Linked DNA regions of Sus scrofa: regions 2 and 3 are each linked to region 1. Evidence: chromatin contacts called from public Hi-C and HiChIP or PLAC-seq data. All regions are on one chromosome and are shown on one strand. The core of a region is the stretch at or near the end of the contact, and the rest is flanking DNA. Distances in the headings are between cores, read along the strand shown.

Evidence for each region. Hi-C and Micro-C count contacts between places; a contact is called where the count stands out from the background. HiChIP or PLAC-seq counts read pairs in DNA pulled down with a chosen protein or histone mark.
Region 2: a contact with region 1 is called in an H3K27ac HiChIP or PLAC-seq map of alveolar macrophages. The contact joins the enhancer-like site here to the promoter of VIM in region 1. A contact is called at or near these places in 1 of 5 promoter capture datasets (fetal liver), 3 of 47 Hi-C or Micro-C datasets (embryonic fibroblasts, fibroblasts and heart right ventricle) and 2 of 2 datasets of contacts at active chromatin or transcription factors (alveolar macrophages and skeletal muscle).
Region 3: a contact with region 1 is called in a Hi-C map of embryonic fibroblasts, with 2.3 times the contacts expected there. The contact joins the enhancer-like site here to the promoter of VIM in region 1. A contact is called at or near these places in 1 of 5 promoter capture datasets (fetal skeletal muscle), 4 of 47 Hi-C or Micro-C datasets (embryonic fibroblasts, heart right ventricle, skeletal muscle and 1 more) and 2 of 2 datasets of contacts at active chromatin or transcription factors (alveolar macrophages and skeletal muscle).

Annotation. Positions count from the first base shown.
Region 1 is chr10:43,515,090-43,517,816 of Sscrofa11.1, reverse strand. VIM (vimentin) reads right to left here and starts at 1,376. Exons shown (of 8, transcript XM_005668107.3): 1 at 1-1,376. The coding sequence starts at 177.
Region 2 is chr10:43,188,744-43,191,470 of Sscrofa11.1, reverse strand. The region is part of intron 49 of CUBN (cubilin); the gene reads left to right. Among named protein-coding and RNA genes, the nearest start is that of CUBN, 220 kb to the left of the region's middle. Within about 2 kb of position 1,345, at least 4 of the 83 cell types and tissues checked have an H3K27ac peak or open chromatin away from gene starts, as enhancers often do. A contact at or near this core is called in alveolar macrophages and embryonic fibroblasts, where this site is marked.
Region 3 is chr10:43,242,268-43,244,994 of Sscrofa11.1, reverse strand. It overlaps CUBN (cubilin), which reads left to right. Exons shown (of 68, transcript XM_021064811.1): 34 at 139-252; 35 at 2,548-2,658. Among named protein-coding and RNA genes, the nearest start is that of CUBN, 170 kb to the left of the region's middle. Within about 2 kb of position 1,339, at least 10 of the 83 cell types and tissues checked have an H3K27ac peak or open chromatin away from gene starts, as enhancers often do. A contact at or near this core is called in embryonic fibroblasts and skeletal muscle, where this site is marked.

The DNA of each region.
Region 1 (2,727 bases), core at 127-2,626:
GCCGCCCGGGGACGAGGTGTAGAGGCTGCGGCTGGTGCTGGGACGCAGCGCGCTGCCCAGGCTGTAGGTACGGGTGGACGTGGTCACGTAGCTCCGGCTGGAGCTCGGCCGGCTAGCGGTGCCAGGGCCGCCGAACATTCTGCGGTAGGAGGACGAGGACACGGTCCTGGTGGACATGGCTGCAGAGGTGGCAGTGGGCTGGGCGGCTGCGGTGGCGCGGACTGGCTCCGGGAGGAGAGGCGAGCGAGGGAGCGGTGGGTGTGGGCAAAGGGAGCGCTGCTGCGTCTCTGGCGCGGGGACCCCGGAGCAAGAGTGGCAGAGGACGGGACCCCGCCGAGGGCGCAGTTTTTATAACCGCCTTAGGATGGAGCGTTCCCTCCCACTGCCATCCCGGCGGCGGAGTGCGCCAGCCAATGGGGACCCGGCGAGAGGCGGGAAGGCTGGCCTGGGGTTTGGGGCGGGGGAGCCCGGGAGCCTCCCTCCTCCCCCCTCCTCCGCAACCGGGACTATGCTCAGTCCCCCAGTAACTTGGAGGCTGAACTGGAACTTTTGGGGCTTTCCTGAGGATGGCCTGAGGTGTGCTCACCTCTGGGTGATGAAAAAGGCTGGGTCCCGCGGTGATGGGGGAGCCCTCCCTAGACTGAACCACAAGGGTCCCGGGCACCCAGCCAGCTAGGGAGGCGTAGGAGGAAGCGTGCGGGTGGGAGGGGCGCGCGGCCCCTTGGCTGCGGTCGCCTGGAAGCGCGAGGGTGGGGGGGCCCCGCGGGTAAAGGAGCCGGAAGAGAGGAGTGAGGGATCCAGCAGATCGGAAGGCGTGGAGAAAGAAACAAAGAGGGCCTGAGATTGGAGCGCGAGGTGGGGGCGCGCACAGCCCGGGGCGCAGGGCTCTGGGCTCTGCGCAGCCTTGCGCACGCCTGCTTGGACAGCGGGACCAATCCGGCCCCAACTTTCCTCGTCCTCCTGTAGTAGGAGTTCCTGTTCAGGGACCTAACCGGCTGGGCCCGGCTTTGGACAAGGAGCTGCAAGGAAGTGGCCAAGGAAAGCCCAGGGGAGATGGGTGGGGTCGCTGAGTCACCACTGGCAGTGAGTCACTGCGCTCTGCTGTCCCGCCACCGAGGTTGAGGAGTCCTAGCGGTTCAGGAAAACCGTTAGACGAGATTGACTTTCGTCTCCCCGGGCCACTGTGCGAGTACTGTTGGTTCTAAGTTTTACCCAACTTCGAGCTGGGCTCTGCTTTCTTATGTGCCGTTCGCTGGTTTGGAGTCTAGAGCGCTCCTAAATTCTTAGGAACGCGCCCAATCCAGATTTTGCTCCAATATGCTGGCTTCTCTTTAGTAAGAAACTTCCGCGGAGGCTCTGTAACCGCCAAACGCCGGTCTCCGGCCTCACAAAGGCACTTGGGGAGGGTTTTTCTTGCAAAGTTTCCTCCCGCCTCCCCTCCGGTCTCCTCTCCGCCTTCCTCCACCCCCTCCCCCCGTAAAACCGCACCCGACTTTTAACAAGATCTGAACGTTTCTGGGTGAAAGAGGAAACTCTGTAGTTGCAAAATCCAATTGAGTGATCACTGCTTTTTCTGCTGTAGTGAGAGACATTAAAGATATAATCTACACCAATTATAGAATTAAGTAGATGTTGCTTTAAATGTTTAATTTGATTAATAAAAGGCAGTTATGTAACTCAAGGGACTGAATGTTTGAGACTAGATTTATGTGTTCATTTTAGTTCACGCATGATGCACAGCGCAGGATTCTGGTGACTTGTCTGAGAAATGTCACAGGTCCCTTAGCCTATTTTCCAGAAGAATTCCTGCAATTCATCTTGGAGTGAGGGGGATAAAGCTGTCTACAGAAGGAGAAAACTTTTGGTCCAGGGCACAAGGGCGTGTTCAGATTCCAACCTGAAAATCTTTCTAGGTAAATCACTCAACTGAAGGGGTTTTGTTGGGAATGAGTAAAGCGCAGAACAGAGAAGAGAGTCTGTCAGTGATTTCGTAGCAATTTAAAAATCACAGGTTTTCGTCGTTATTGTTGTGGTGTTTCAGTGTTTAGAAGAGTTGAGTATTGAACGGATTAACTCCAAAATCACTGCAAAAGTAGAAACATCTTGATTCAGTGGTGGATGTGGAGGGAGATAAAATTCTTCCCTCTGCTTTTGTGTTTTTGTTTTGGAAAGGGGGGCCCTGAAGGTTGCCTGGCATTTAAGAAAAAATAGTTCAGAACCAAATGAAGGGTTTATTTTCACTTCTTTGTACAAGCCTCTTTTAGGCAGTGTTTTGTTTACCTCCTTTCAGTTCGTTCTGGCCGGTGGGGCTGCCAAGGTCGCGCTGCAGGACCCCTTGCTGTACCGCTCCCCCGCTGTGGATTGCCTTAATTCTCTCCCCGCTCTGCGGGTCCCTCCCGAGGCGCATTCCTGGGGTGTGGCGTCCTAGCGGGCCCACTTATGCTCTGAGAGCCCTTTATGCGAGCTCCGCTCTGCAAATGTCACTATTGTGAGTTTGCCTGGAACCCTTCGGATGAGAAAAAGCCGTTTCCCTCTGGGGAAAGGGAGGGTGGACCTTCCTCCCACCTAAAATGCTGATCCCAGGACAATGCGCTGGTGCTGTCAGGGGACGCTTGCTGACTGAGTCACCACGGGGAAATGAGGGCAAGGCTCTGGTGCGGTGTGGCAGGGTGCCCTGTTGGTGACCAAAGCACATTCCTCAGGTCTGTGGGTGACTCCCTCTGGGGG
Region 2 (2,727 bases), core at 96-2,595, 330 kb after region 1:
CTGTCTGGAATGCTCCTCCCCAGTGCCTGCCTCAGTTCACTCTGGGCTCTGCTCCAATGATCATGAGGCCTTCCCTGAGCCCCTGCATGAAATAGACCCCACCCCACCTGGTCTGGCCCTCTCCCTGCATTCTTGGTTTCACTGCACACCCAGCTGACAGTCCACATATATGTTTGTCTGTGTATCGGCTGCTCCCCCGACTAGGATGGAGGGCACCATTGAGACGTGTGCTTAGTTTTGTTCCCTGCTGCATCCCCAGTGCCTGGCACGTAATAGACACAGCAGTTGTTGAAGGAATCATTAGTAGAAGGAATATCATTATCCTTTTCAAGAACAAGCTCCTTTTCTTTTCAGTTGCCTTGTCTCCTGCTGGGGAGTGAAATTCAAAAAATATGGAACATCTCTGTATTACTCTCTCTTTGTATTGCCCTAAAATGATCGTATTCAAGCCTCAAAAATCTTCAAATTTTACTCCTTCGTTCTAACATCTGAAGGATTGAAATGTTGTCTTTTATCAGATATTGGAAATCATGGAACCCAGTATGTTGTCTTTTATCCAGAAGCCAGAACATTTGGGACTAAGCTTGCTGATTTTAAAGGGACTTTTTTTTCCTATTGTTAAATGAATAATACAGAGACAAGAATGAAGTAGGGAAAAAAATTCACCATTCATACTATATCATATTTTAAAGCATTTTCTTATCTTTGCTTGGGCAGTGAATACTATTATGTAGTTGTAAGTGACAGAAATTCACTTGTATACTAATTTTCATCAATTTCTCTCATTATAAATATAATGGATGCTATTGAATGCTATTTGGAGAGTTCAGAAAATAAAAAAATATAAAAATACTTGGAATTACACAGCCATTACTAAATTTTGATGCCTATGCTAACAGTTTTTGGTTTTTTTTTTTTTCCTTTGAGGTCCTACTGAAATATAATCCTTCACAATCTTTTTTTTTTTTTTTTTTTTTTGTCTTTTTTTTTAGGGCCACACCCATAGCACATGGAGGTTCCCAGGCTAGGGGTTGAATCAGAGCTATAGCCGCCACCGGCCTATACCACAGCCACAGCCACAGCAAGACGGGATCCAAGCCATGTCTGTGGCCTACACCATAGCTCTTGGCAACACTGGATCCCTAACCCACTGAGAGAGGCCAGGAATCAAACCCACATACTCAATGGATGCTAGTCAGTTTCTTTAACCGCTGAGCCATGATGGGAACTCCAGTCCTTTGGAATCTTAGCAGCAGAATATTCTCATGCTCTACAGGAAGGATAATATGAAAAGTCATAGTTTCAGAACTCAACTAAAAAATAAATTTACGGCATCAACCACAAATTCTGAATCATGTCTTACTTCTCATTTCCCCATCTCTGAATCATAGATGCCAAAGGCACCCACTTTGAACTCTTTCAGCTACTTCTTTTGGTATTTATGTTGTTATTTCAAAATAATATCCCTCTTCTACACTTTCTCTGTTTTTTCTCTCTTAAGCATTATCTATTTATTTTTTTATTTTATTTTATTTTCCCACTGTACAGCAAGGGGATCAAGTTATCCTTACATGTATACATTACTTTTTTTTCCCCCACCCTTTGTTCTGTTGCAACGTGAGTATCTAGACAAAGTTCTCATTGCTATTCAGCAGGATCTCCTTGTAAATCTATTCTAAGTTATGTCTGATAAGCCCAAGCTCCCGATCCCTCCCACTCCGCCCCCTCCCATCAGGCAGCCACAAGTCTATTTTCCAAGTCCATGATTTTCTTTTTCAACTTTGCAAGATAAAGATTTAGCTGTCTTCAGACACCTCCGTACCATTACTGCAAATGCACACAGGGTCGTGTTCAGTTCACTTCCCACCGCCACCCCCAACTTCCTCCCCAAATACTCTCAGAGATGCTGTTTAAACTGTCATTCTTTGTTTGCATTACTTTGGTTATAGGGACTACTCCCACTTAAGCCAGGTCGTGTACTGTTGTAGCATTTGCTTTTGTTTTTTGGAGAAATAATCATAATTGTATCCTTTTTACACTTTTGTTGTTTTTTTTTTTTTTTTTTTGGTTTTCTGTGTATCTGTCACTAATTCTTCCACACTCTTTCCACTCCGGGTGTACATCCCCCGCCTTATATAATAAAACGCCTCTATTGGTTCCATTCGTTTTCCTTAGCAATGCTTTCCTAGAGCCTTTGCCCATCAGCTGCCAGCCTGATTCCCGCTGCCATGTCCAGAGCTCCCAGACTCATCAAATCTGCAAGTCCCTTCCTGCCACTCCTGGGCTGGGCTTTATGATATGTGCATTTCCCCTTCTTGGTTAATTTCCTCTTTTCGGTGAGGCACAGGCTCTTGTGGCTCCCTAAGGACGTGGGCATGGGTGATTATGCTTTTGAGGACGTGCATACCTGTAATTATCATTTCACCATCATTTTTTGACTATCAGACGATATCATATATATTCAATATCTTCACCTACATATGTGAATATTTTCGTCATAATTTCGAAGCTTTTTGTAGTGGCTCTTTGGGGGTCCATTTCCTTTAGGTTCCTCTTTCCTATTTACTTCCATTTGTCTCTGCCTTTTACATTGGATGGTTCCCTAAATGTGTGATCACCCTTGGCTGTTCATTCATATTTAAGAATGTAGTACTGGGACTTCCCGGTGTGGCCCAGTGGAAATGAATCCGACTAGTATCCAGAGGATGCGGGTTCAATCCCTGGCCT
Region 3 (2,727 bases), core at 90-2,589, 270 kb after region 1:
AACGTCCTCGGCATAAAAAAAAAAAAAAAAAAGAAACGAGGAGACATCACTTCCATTTTCATTCATCACATAATTGCTCAGTAGAGCCAGGAGCAATCCAACGTGCCTGACATACGTGTGTGCTTGTGTGTCCCTTAGCCTGTGGCGGCCACATCCTCACCGACTCCTTCGATACCATCTCCTCTCCACGGTTCCCTGCCAGCTACCCAAACAATCAGAACTGCAGCTGGATCATCCAAGCTCAGCCTCCGTGTAAGTAACCAAAATAAAAAAAGAATCCAGGATGCATGGAGTCTGTGGGAAAAGCCAGCTGTGACTCAGGCCCTTATCTCTTCCATGGTAACAATGGATGGCCTTCCTCTTCTGTTTTTGGAAGTCTCAGTTCCTGATGTGCACGAGAACAGGATTTCCTATTCTAAGAGGAAATCATTTTTACTCTTTATTCTTAATTTTCCTTTTCAAAAAAAAAAAAAAAAAAGTTTCAAGGCCCAGCCAAGGAAACCAAACAAAACCAAACCCTGTAACCTTGTTGAAATGACAGACACGTGAAATTGGGGCAAGCAAAAGTAATGGAGAAAGTAGTCACTTGGGGGCCTGTGCCTTGAGTGCATTAGATGCTCAAGGCAGTTGCCGAATGAAAAAATGAATAATAAGAACCATGAAGTCGAGAATGAATAACTCATAGTTGGGAATGCAGTACCATGAGCCATGGGTCTTCAGCCAAGGCGGAGGTTCATTATAAAACCTGGTCTCGCCACCAAGACATGTGTTTTCAAGAATCCCAGCATAGGCCTTGAAGAAACATTTCCTAAGTGCTTCCACTATTTTCTTTTCAGAATCCTAGAGTCTTCTGTTCTGATCTGGTAATAATCTGCTGGTAAAGATTAGTGTCCACATTTTTTTTTCTTTTTTTCTTTCTTCTTCTTTTTTTTTTTTTTTTTGTCTTTTCTGTCTTTTGAGGGCTGCACCCATGGCACATGGAGGTTCCCAGGCTAGGGGTCAAATTGGAGCTGTAGCTGCCGGCCTATACCACAGCCATAGCAACGGGGGATCTAAGCCGCCTCTGTGACCTACACCACAGTTCATGGCAACGCCGGATCCTTAGCCCACTGAGCAAGGCCAGGGATCGAACCTGCAACCTCAATGGTTCCTAGTTGGATTCATTTCCATTGTGCCGCCGTGGGAACTCCACGTTTTACAAAGAAAATGAGGAGACCCCTCAAGACACAAGTGAAATGATTGCAAAGGGTAATTCTGGGTCCATTATGAATCCTGTTTCCAATAAGCCCTGCCCTGCCTTGAGGTTTTCAGGAAAAATGTATGATTGCAGACATAATGTGGGAAAGGCATTACATTCTTGCCTTTCAGAGTCATTCTTGACTCTGCTCTAAAATGAATGACCTCTGTGATAATAGGCAAGTCACTAAAGCTCACCAGGCCCCATTAGCTAATCTAAAAAATGAAGTATCTGGCGTTAAGTATTCTCTAACATTTTTCCTAGGGATGTTAAGCATTCCCAAAAGGCTCTCTTTACTGCCCTGCATGTAAATCTGGGGGTTGGTGAGGAAATCCTTAGCCAGAGAGAGTGGCCAGCCAGCCAGGAACTGAGAAAGAAGACCCCTGCCTTGAGGCTAGCAGTTTTATACCTAAGGATAATTGCTACTGAGGGGTGAAGTGTTTAGATGAAAGATCTCACAGGTTCAAAGAAAAACCAAAGGGAAAGGTACCCCAACATGTACTGTTCTGCACATTATTCGAAGCTTTCTGTATAGTGACTCGACCTCTAGGCCCCTGGTTCTGGCCTTAAAGTCAATCCGAGAATGCTAGGAGACGTGCACCAGGGGAAAGATGGGATGCATTTATAAGCACAGGTAAAGAGTCAGAATCTAAGGAAACTATTCTATTATGAAAAGTGCTTCCGAGAGGAACAGAGCAATGGCTGATACGTTCCCCAGAGTCCGTGGAATAAGCCTACCCAAGGGTCCTCTACCTTACCAGTAGCAGCATTTCAGATTCTGCAGGGTTTGTTTTTTGTTTATTTGTTTTTGTTTTTTGTTTTTTGTTTTTTTTTTTTTTTTTTTGCTTTTTAGGGCAGCACCAGCAGCATATGGAAGCTCCTAGGCTAGGGGTCGAATCGGAGCTGCAGCTGCCAGTATACGCCACAGCCACAGCAATGCTGGATCCAAGCCACATCTGGGACCTACACCACAGCTCACAGCAATGCCAGATCCTTAACCCACCGAGAGAGGCCAGGAATCGAATTCGCATCCTCATGGATACTAGTCGGATTCATTTCCGCTGTGTCACAAGGGGAGCTCCTAGAGGCATTTTTAAAACCATCGATTCGGTTGCCCTTCACAGGAAAGCTTTTACCAGAACCGGTTCCTTTTCCTCCTCTCCGCCCCCCATGCCCTCCCCCCCATCTTCCACATTCACTGCTTCCCTGCTGAAGAAGCTGCCGGAGAATCATCCGAGGTAAAAATCTTATTCGCTGTGTGTTTCGTTTGCCAGAACGTCATTAAACAGTCTCCCCTTTTCTCCTTATAGTCAATCATATCACCCTCTCCTTCAGCCACTTTGGGCTTGAAAGCAGCAGCACATGTACCCGGGACTTTGTAGAAATTTTGGACGGCAGTCACAGTGATGCGCCCCTGCGAGGTACTGCCCGCTCCCTCATTTGCATCTGCGACCTTGGCTTGTTTCAGTGTCTATGCTTACGGAGGTGTG